2 separate regions of the Sus scrofa genome follow, and region 2 is linked to region 1. Evidence: chromatin contacts called from public Hi-C data. All regions are on one chromosome and are shown on one strand. Each heading gives the region's core, a stretch centred on a gene start, on an enhancer-like site or on the middle of the called end of the contact. The rest is flanking DNA. Distances are from core to core; before and after follow the strand shown. Region 1 has its middle 110 kb from the start of KCNAB1. Region 2 has its middle 31 kb from the start of CCNL1.

Region 1 (4,433 bases), core at 654-3,153:
AGTCTGTTTTGATTAAATTGGAGGCCATGTGTGAAGCAAAAAGAAAAAAAAAATGTCTCAGTAGATCCTAAGGATATATCCCAACACAAAAGAGAAGCAAAAAAAATGTATAGCAGCAAGTGAGGAGAGGGATATGCTCAAAATTGTGCAAGAATCAATCTATTTTCTGCCCCTTTCTCTTTTATAGATACATCATCACATACTTTTTCAACCTCTGAAAGATGACTAAATGATGAATTCCTAGGATTAATTAAATAGGAGGTGAAGCAAGGGAACTCTATTTGTTAGACTCCCACTCTGGCAGGCAGTGAACTAAGTGCTTTCATAAGTGTGACTTCGTTCTTACAATAGTCATGAGGTAAGTTGAATTAAGCCCATTTTACAGGTGAGGAAACTGAGACTCAGCAAGATTAAATAACATGGTGTATCTAAGATACAGGAGAAAATATGAGGCTAAAGCTCTGTTAATGGGGGAAAGTGATGTTCCTACTCACCTTTGGGATCTTTCCTTCTGTCCTCTAATCTCTGAATGCATATACCCTAATGAAGCAATACACATTAAGTGCAAAGCATGAGAGGATTACAAAATAGTATAAGCTTTGGGTGTCCCCCTCGAGGTGACAACAGCATACTTTTTTTTAATAATTTTTTTTTATTTTCCCACTGTACAGCAAGGGGTCAGGTTATCCTTACATGTATACATTACAATTACATTTTTCCCCCACCCTTTTTTCTGTTGCAACATGAGTATCTAGACAAAGTTCTCAATGCTATTCAGCAGGATCTCCTTGTAAATCTATTCTAAGTTGTGTCTGATAAGCCCAAGCTCCCAATCCCTCCCACTCCCTCCCCCTCCCTTCAGGCAGCCACAAGTCTCTTCTCCAAGTCCATGATTTTCTTTTCTGAGGAGATGTTCATTTGTGCTGGATATTAGATTCCAGTTATAAGTGATATCATATGGTATTTGTCTTTGTCTTTCTGGCTCATTTCACTCATATGAGATTCTCTAGTTCCATCCATGTTGCTGCAAATGGCATTATGTCATTCTTTTTTATGGCTATGGAGAACAGTTTGGAGATACCTTAGAAATCTATACATAGAACTTCCATATGACCCCGCAATCCCACTCTTTGGCATCTATCCGGACAAAACTCTACTTAAAAGAGACACATGCACCCACATGTTCATTGCAGCACTATTCACAATAGCCAGGACATGGAAACAACCCAAATGTCCATCGACAGATGATTGGATTCGGAAGATGTGGTATATATACACAATGGAATACTACTCAGCCATAAAAAAGCATACTTTTAAGAATAAGATGTCAATACACACACACACACACACACACACGAACTAATAATCTAAACTCTATGGAACAGAAACAAGTCATTCTGGGAGAGAGAAGGGAGTGTCTGTGGGTTGGACTCACCTTAGAAAGGAGGATGTGTAAGAATATTCTAGGTGGGGAAAGTAGTGATGAGTAAGACTCAGTGTTTTGGGACATGGATGGGGGCCAGTGTGCTTGGAAGTAAGACTGAAACAGATTACAGAGCAGAGCAACAGGAGCAGTGTCTGGAAAAGTGGACCAGAGTGGGGTGATGAATGTGACTGGACTGCAGCATCCACAAGAGGCAGGGCATGGGGTGAGGGATGGGGGCGGGGGGGGGGGCTGGGTGTATGTGGGAAGGTGTGAGAATCTGTGTGGGGAATGTGGGGTGTGTGTGTGTGGTATGGGGTATCTGGCGTATGTGCAGTGTATGAGAGTGTGTGTGGTGTGAGGGTGTGTTTGTGGAGGAGTGTAGGGGAGTGTGGGGTATATGCGGTGTATGTGTGTGGTATATGGGTGTGTGTATGTGTGTATATGGTGTATGGGGCTGTGTGGGGTTTGTGAGTGTGGTGGGTGTGGAATATAGGGGATGTGGTGTGTGAATGTGTATGGTGTGTGTGTGTGGGTGTGTATGAGGGTGTGTGCTGGCATGGGGTGGGATGGCATTTGGGGGGCTAGCCAAATTGTGGAGAGAAAGCTTTGGACTGGGCCCCAGAGGACAAGAATTCTAGTCCCAGCTTTGTTGTTGGCTGGAAAAGCAACATCTCCAAGCCTCTGTGTTCTTCAGCTGTAAGATCAGAAATTGGAGCAAGTTATCCCAGAGGTCTGTCTCACATTAATTCCAAATTTCCTTCCCTTTCTTTTTCTTCTTTTGACCCCCCCCCACCTCCTTTTTTGTTTGTTTGTTTCTTTCTTTTTAGGGACGAACCCACAACATATGGAAGTTCCCAGGCTAGGGGTCAAATCAGAGCTGTAGTCACCTGCACCACAGCCACAGCAACACCAGATCCAAGCCTCATCTGCAACCTACACCATAGCTCACAGTCAATGCCAGATCCTTAACCTACTGAGTGAGGCCAGGGATTGAATCTGCGTCTTCATGGATGCTAGTCAGATTCATTTCCACTGAGCCATGACAGGAACTCCGCCTTTCCACCTTCTGCTCAAGGCTATAGAAAACTTCTTTGGTTGGCACATAGCATTTTTTTGTTAATTTGAGAAACAATCATTTTATTCCATGAACCTGGACAAGCCCTGTCATTATAAAATAGCAAAACCTGTGTCATTATTGGAGAATTTTTTAAGTGTAAGTAATTTTAAAATAATTGATGAGGTTCTTATTAAAACAATGTCATTTCTTCTACCAACCCCTACTTGCTTTTGCTGAATTATTATTTGATACTATGCCCCTTATTCATATCAGGAGCCCCATGGAAAAAAAAACCATGGACTCCTATTGCTGTGTTTACCATAAGGACATTTTTTGAAGATGTTATTAATTACACAAAGAAGAGACCCATGAGAGAATTTTCTCTCTGATCTATAGATCAGAAAGAAGTGTTCTATCACTGAAAAACAGCTACTTCAAGGACTCCGTGGCTGCTGTAAAGAGCTCCATGGCCCTCTTCCCAGCTTGGTGCTGCCAGAAAGCACAGAAGCAAGTCCAAGTCCAAGGGCATGGCTGGCCCGTGGCACTCTCACTCACCCCAGGCTGCCTTCCTCCTTGCTCTTAAGCTGTCTTGTCCTCATCTTTTCTTCTTTTTTATTTATTTTTTATCTTTCTGAATTATATGCAGTTGGGCACTTTAAATACATCTGGAAACAAGGAGGTTTAAAAAATAAAAACACAAACAAATAAATAAACTGTGCAATCAAAAGCTTTGTTTCCTAGACCAGGGGTTAGCAAACTATGGGCTGCTGGCCAGATCTTGCCTGCCACTTGCTTTTGTCTGGTGTGCAAGATAAGATTGGCTTTTATATTTTTAAAACGGTTTGGAAGAAAGAAAAAGGAAGAAGATCTGTTGTATAAGAAAGTTACATGAAACTCAAATTTCAGTGTCCGTAACTAAAGTGTAATTGAAACACAACCATGCCCACTCCTTTGCTTTTTGTCAAAGCCTGCTTCCACCTTCAAGGGCAGAGTTCACCAGGTAGAACAAAGGCAGAGGTGGCCCTTGAGCTTAAAATATTTACTATCTGGCCTCTTCCAGGAAAACTTTGCTGCCTCCTGGATTAGTCCTCCATTTTCCATCTGCTTGAGTTCCTCCTGGCTTCCGTGAGCATTATAAAATTGTTCCAAAGCTGGGCGTCTACTGCATCCTTTACTCAGTCCAGATATTTTTTTGTGCTTTGTCCATAAAACTACTTTTCAGGGTACTTTTACTATGACCCAAGCTCAGGTTCACTGTCTGGCTCAGAGTTCAATGCTTTGTAATAGATATGGCCTTTTAAAAATGATCGAAGGACCCTCTTGGGTGACTGTTTTATAGACACTAATAAAATACATTCACAAAAAATTTCTATTTTTTGCTGAAAATTCTCAGCCAACAGAAGGATCGACACAGCAACTTGGCACTTTTTACACCACATTCAAACAATTTCCTCCAGTTTCTTTTCAGTTGATACATGTGTTTGCATATTTACTGATTTTTTTTTCCTCCCTGGTCACCCTCAGTTAGAAATATAACCAAGTCTCCATGGAAACGCAACAGAATGCTCTCTCACAGATGATTGAGGGACCCAAGCAGCTGGTACTGGGCTGAAGTCTGCAATGGCATCTGACCAAATTAGGAAAAGAAAACAGCTATCCCGGCTCTTCCAGACCTCCAAGATTCTAAGCTCAGCATGGAAACCTACACAGACTGTGAATTACTGCAGATTTTTCAGTTTTTTTTCTTTTCCTTCCGAGAATACTCTATCTTATCCATTTGTATGTTTCAGCTATAGGGGGCTTTCTTCCCCTTCCCCTAGAATGATTGACAGGAGTCCACAGAATAAGCAAGAAGGGAATCTAGATTTAGTGAGCACCTACTACGTGTCAGGCACTTTTATGTTGCCGCTGGCCCAGCGTCACATATTTGGTAAATTAAAAGAGTTCAAC
Region 2 (4,549 bases), core at 1,230-3,729, 980 kb before region 1:
TCACTGGCCTCTTTATAAGGTGCCCAGATAATAAGATTTGAAATCCTTGGATCTTTTGGAGCTTGGCAGTGAATGCTGCTTACCTGCTGTGCCCCTGGGAACTTGTCCAGCAATCATGCTGATGCCCACACCTCAGCCCAGCTGGCCAGTCCTGGGATTGCTCCCAGTAACCCTCTGACTCCACCACCACCACCCTGTTCGTTGTCATGCCCAGAGAACTGGAGGCCCCCAGCTCTATCCCACTTGGCCCTTGCTTCCTAGAAGCAGTAGCAGCTTGCTTTGGAAGCTGCTTCAAGTTAAGCCCAAAGAAAGGTACCTGATAATGTCTGTGATGTTTCCTCCTTGGCTCTGGGTAGCGGAAGAGGCATGGGTTCTTGATTTAGACTGACCTGCATTCGAAGTCTCTTGGTCCTGCTTGGTGCTGTGTGGCCTTGGGTAGAATTGCCTAGCTCTTCTGAGCCTGAGTTTCTTCATCTGTGGGTAGGCACTGATAACATTTCCCTGGCATGACTGTTGTGAGAATTAATGATAAACATAAAGGACATTGGTATAGCGTAGGAGGTATTTGATAGATCTGATTATCATCACTTCCTTAAAGGCACAGCACAATCTCACCAATCAGATAAGCTGACCCTTGTGTCATGGCTCAGAGGATCTCTCCTTTTCCCCCACACACTGGTGCTGCTTACTGCCTATGTTATTCCTTGAGCAATGACAACACTGGCAAGTGTCATCTCTTGTGTCCAGCCTAATTCTTCAACAACTCCAATCAGAGCTGGGACTGTCCTTTATACACACTCTAGATGCCTAGTCTTAACCAGGGACCCAAAACAGTCAGTACTAAGAACTTTTTTTTTTTTTTTTTGCTTTTCAGGGCTGCGCCCGCGGCATGTGGAGTTTCCCAGGCTAGGGGTTGAATCAGAGCTGTAGCCGCTGGCCTACGCCACAGCAATGCCAGATCCAGATCTGCATCCTATACCACAGCTCACGGCAATGCTGGATCCTTAACCCCTGAGCGAGGCCAGGGATCGAACCCACAACCTCATGGTTCCTAGTTGGATTCCTTTCCACTGTGCCATGATGGAAATGCCTAGAACATAACTGTTGATGACAAACTAACTGAAGTCCATTCCCAAGTATTTATGGAGTATTTACCAAATGTCAGGTGAGGGTCCAGGGCTCTGGGAACAGGGAGGTGATTTAAACCCAGCCCCATACTGAGGGATCTCCTTCAAAGGCCCGGAAGAGTTTGTGCACCTTTCTAAGTTAAGCATCCAATTCCTAGGGAAGGACTTTGAGTCTGGTGCACTGTGTCTCGAATGGGAGGCAAAAGCCAAGTCCACAGCCCAGAGCCTTTCACCCTGGAGAGTACATAGCATGGCCTTGAGTGCCCAGGGACCCTGAGGCCACTCGGACCTCCCAAGCTGTTCCAACCACCAGCACCTGAAGACTGGCCAGCAAGCAGCCCTTGCTCTCATGGGGGTAGGAGACTGTGAGCGCAGAGATGACCATGCTCTGACCACGAGGGGGCAGTGTTGGACCGCGGATGGCAGAGAACTCAGCACGAGATAGATTCCCTGGTGACTCACTCCAGCAATGCGGTATCTGCATGATTTGTTTTTGGGTGGAGTGGAAAAGGAGAGAATGGGTCGGAAAAAATGAAAGCATCCCTTCAATTTGCAAACTGCCACAGTCATGAGTTCAACCAATGTTCAACCGCCTCAAGTATTTTTAGTGCAAAGAAATGAGGTGATGAGAGTTTCAGAAAACAAGCACTGTCGAAAACCCCAAATGATAATTGACGAAACACTATGCATTAGCAAAAGTTTACTCTTTCTCTTGCAAAAACAAACTGACATTCCCCCCACCCAGGAACAGGAAAGCTTTCAGAAGTTAAAAGAAATATACAGTTGACTAAGCACCCCCACACACACCCTGCCCCCAAGAGAATAAAGAACCTCCCCTCTTATCTGGGTTCAGAACTGGACAGCAACCCCAGTGTGGGCACTTCATAAATATTCAATGATGAAGATGTGGAGAGTGCAAAGGAACCATTTTGTCATTTTAAGAACCCTTCTGAAATGCCGGTGATGGAATCAGGATCTGAACTATCCTTTGCAAATCTTGAACATTTCAGAAAAGCCCAATTCAGCTGGTCATGAGGGATGAAACCAAACAGGGACTGGATTAAAGTCTCCAGGAGTTTGGGGTTGTGACTGTCCTTACAAAGAGCAGAGCAAACTGAAGCAGTGGGTGGGATTTTTTTAAACCACCACTCCCCAAACCTCCAAGCCACTGGGATTCAGTGAGTCCCCTTTGTGGAAAAGTTCTGCCTTGCTCCCCTGTACCCTGGCTGCGCAGGCTATGCCTGTGAACACACAGTTAACGTCGGAGCAGGGTGCGGCAGTCCCTGGGCCATCTTCCACCATCCCCAGCCTGCTGTGTCAACTGAGCTGAGGGACATTCGGAGAGAACGTGGTGAAACCAACACATTGGTATGTTGCCCTGTCAAGGTCTGCTTGTTTTGGCCCCGGTACACATGGCCTTGGCCCGTGTCATCTTGATAAACAGAGATGAATGCACCTCAGTAACCATCGCCCAGACTGCTTGGGTCGGTGAGGCTGTATTCTGGTGGAATTGTGCCCGCGGGGCTTGGAGATCTTCCACAGAGAGCTGGCTCTCTCTGCCCCCACAGAGACCCCTTTCTGGTGCTAAGAAACGCTCTCCGTTTGCCAGTGGTTGACTCAAGCCAGAGCAGGGCGGGGGCAGCCACTGCTTGGGTGTGGGCCTGGCTAACTTAGAATACAGAACAGCCCTATTTCCTCTCACCAGGCCCCCCAAGCTCCACCCACCACACACATGGCCACCCCTAGGAGCAACCTCTAATCCTCCAGGCACTAGAGCTGGGGTGGCAGGGGGGGGGGGTCGCTCCTCCTCCCTGATGGCTTCCCCGTTGCTTGGGCTCCTGGGAAGCTCTGCGGCCGACACCATGATGTAAAGGACAGTAGGCGTCAAAGCCCCCCCTCACAGTCCCTCACAAACTTGCAGCCAGTGGAGTGGTGGTCAGGCCCCAGGAAAACCATGGCATTTGCCACAGCCTTAGCCTGTGTGTGTGCATGTGCACACACACTTCTATTTCTAGCGCTCCCCTTTCCTCACTCCTGCCATGCACCTTGGCAAAACCTGTCCTGTCATTCATCTCTCAGAGACCGACCAAGCACCCACATGCGCAAGACAAACCTTTGCAGAGAGAGGCAGACGGTGGCTCCCTCCTCCCAAATCCAAGAGCCCAGGGAAGGAAAATAGTATTAACTGAGTTCGTGTTTCGTGTCAGAAACTTTAGATGTAGGACTTCTCTCAGTCTGGCCTCTCACCTGAGAGTAAGGCCTCGTTATTGCCATAAGAAGCAAGAGCAGGGACGCTGCCACCTGACTGCCTGAGTTCCAAGTCCAGCTTTGCTCCTGTGACCGTGGCTAGGTGACCTCACCCACATGCCTGCTTCATGGGGAAAATGGGACTCAGGCTATTGTGAGCTCGGAATGACAACGTACATAAAAAGTGCCTAGAGCAGCAGTGTCATGTCATCACATTCTATTAGCTTTATACGTTAAAGAAGAGGAGACAGAGGCCACAGATCGGGTGTTAAAGTGTGGTTCCTGGTGGGCTCCATGCTAATGCTCTCCCCAGTGTTCTTTTAAACATTGTGACGTGTCATTCCCCACCCCTCCCTCACCCCCAGGGATGGTTACAGTGGGCCTTGAAAGTGAGTTTTGGACTAGTGTATGGGAGAGAGTTTGGAGGACCAGAGCCATCTGAGTCTTGTTTGGGCCCTGAAATTGTATCCCTTGAGCTGGGTGCTGCCCGCTGTCGGCGGTGGGCTCTTTCCCCACCTGGGGGCAGGAAGGCCTTGCTGTTATGGGGATGGCTGGCGGCTGGCTCCCACCCCTCCTCTACTCAGAGGCTGGCAGAGACTGCAGGATTCTGACTCGAACCTCCTCACCCCCATCCCCATGCTAAAACCTGAGTTTTCCCTGAAAATATGGCAGAAGTTGAAATTTACACCCAAGCCCACCTGGCTCCAAAGCCCATTCACTCCATTCTTATCTTGGTCAGCTGCTAGACATCTGTGGCAGATAGACAGATGAGTCCACAGGGACTGACACAGTCAGGACTTGACCTTCGTGTGCCCGTGGAGGAAGGGAATGGGAGACTGGGACAAAGGCCAGTGCCTGGGCAGGCACCTGTACGCATAACCTCCGATCACTCAACTTAGAAATCCGACTGATGGGGAGATCATCCGCTCTTACCTAGAGTGCTACAAGGGACTCCCCTCAGTCTCAAGGAGAGACGTATCCAGGGTGTCTTGGGTCAGGCAAACTATGGTTTCAAGGGTTTCTGGAGCTTATATCATGCCCTGAGTCAATACTCTCCCAACTAGCTTTGTGATCTTGGCTAAATCTCTCAGCCTCTCTGAACTTCAGTTTACTAATATGTAAAGCTGAGCAACTAAAGCTGGGCAAATAATCCCTACTTAACAAGGGTTTCCAAT

The links. A called contact is a pair of places that touch in the nucleus more often than the background predicts.
Region 2: a Hi-C map of omental adipose tissue shows a contact between it and region 1, with 3 times the contacts expected there. The contact joins two enhancer-like sites. A contact is called at or near these places in 3 of 5 promoter capture datasets (fetal liver, fetal skeletal muscle and liver), 30 of 47 Hi-C or Micro-C datasets (alveolar macrophages, blood, brain and 16 more) and 2 of 2 datasets of contacts at active chromatin or transcription factors (alveolar macrophages and skeletal muscle).

Annotation. Positions count from the first base shown.
Region 1 is chr13:95,985,516-95,989,948 of Sscrofa11.1, reverse strand. It overlaps a transcript of KCNAB1 not described here. Among named protein-coding and RNA genes, the nearest start is that of KCNAB1, 110 kb to the left of the region's middle. Within about 2 kb of position 1,903, at least 2 of the 83 cell types and tissues checked have an H3K27ac peak or open chromatin away from gene starts, as enhancers often do. A contact at or near this core is called in omental adipose tissue, where this site is marked.
Region 2 is chr13:96,970,686-96,975,234 of Sscrofa11.1, reverse strand. No RefSeq gene overlaps it. Among named protein-coding and RNA genes, the nearest start is that of CCNL1, 31 kb to the left of the region's middle. Within about 2 kb of position 2,479, at least 20 of the 83 cell types and tissues checked have an H3K27ac peak or open chromatin away from gene starts, as enhancers often do. A contact at or near this core is called in omental adipose tissue, where this site is marked.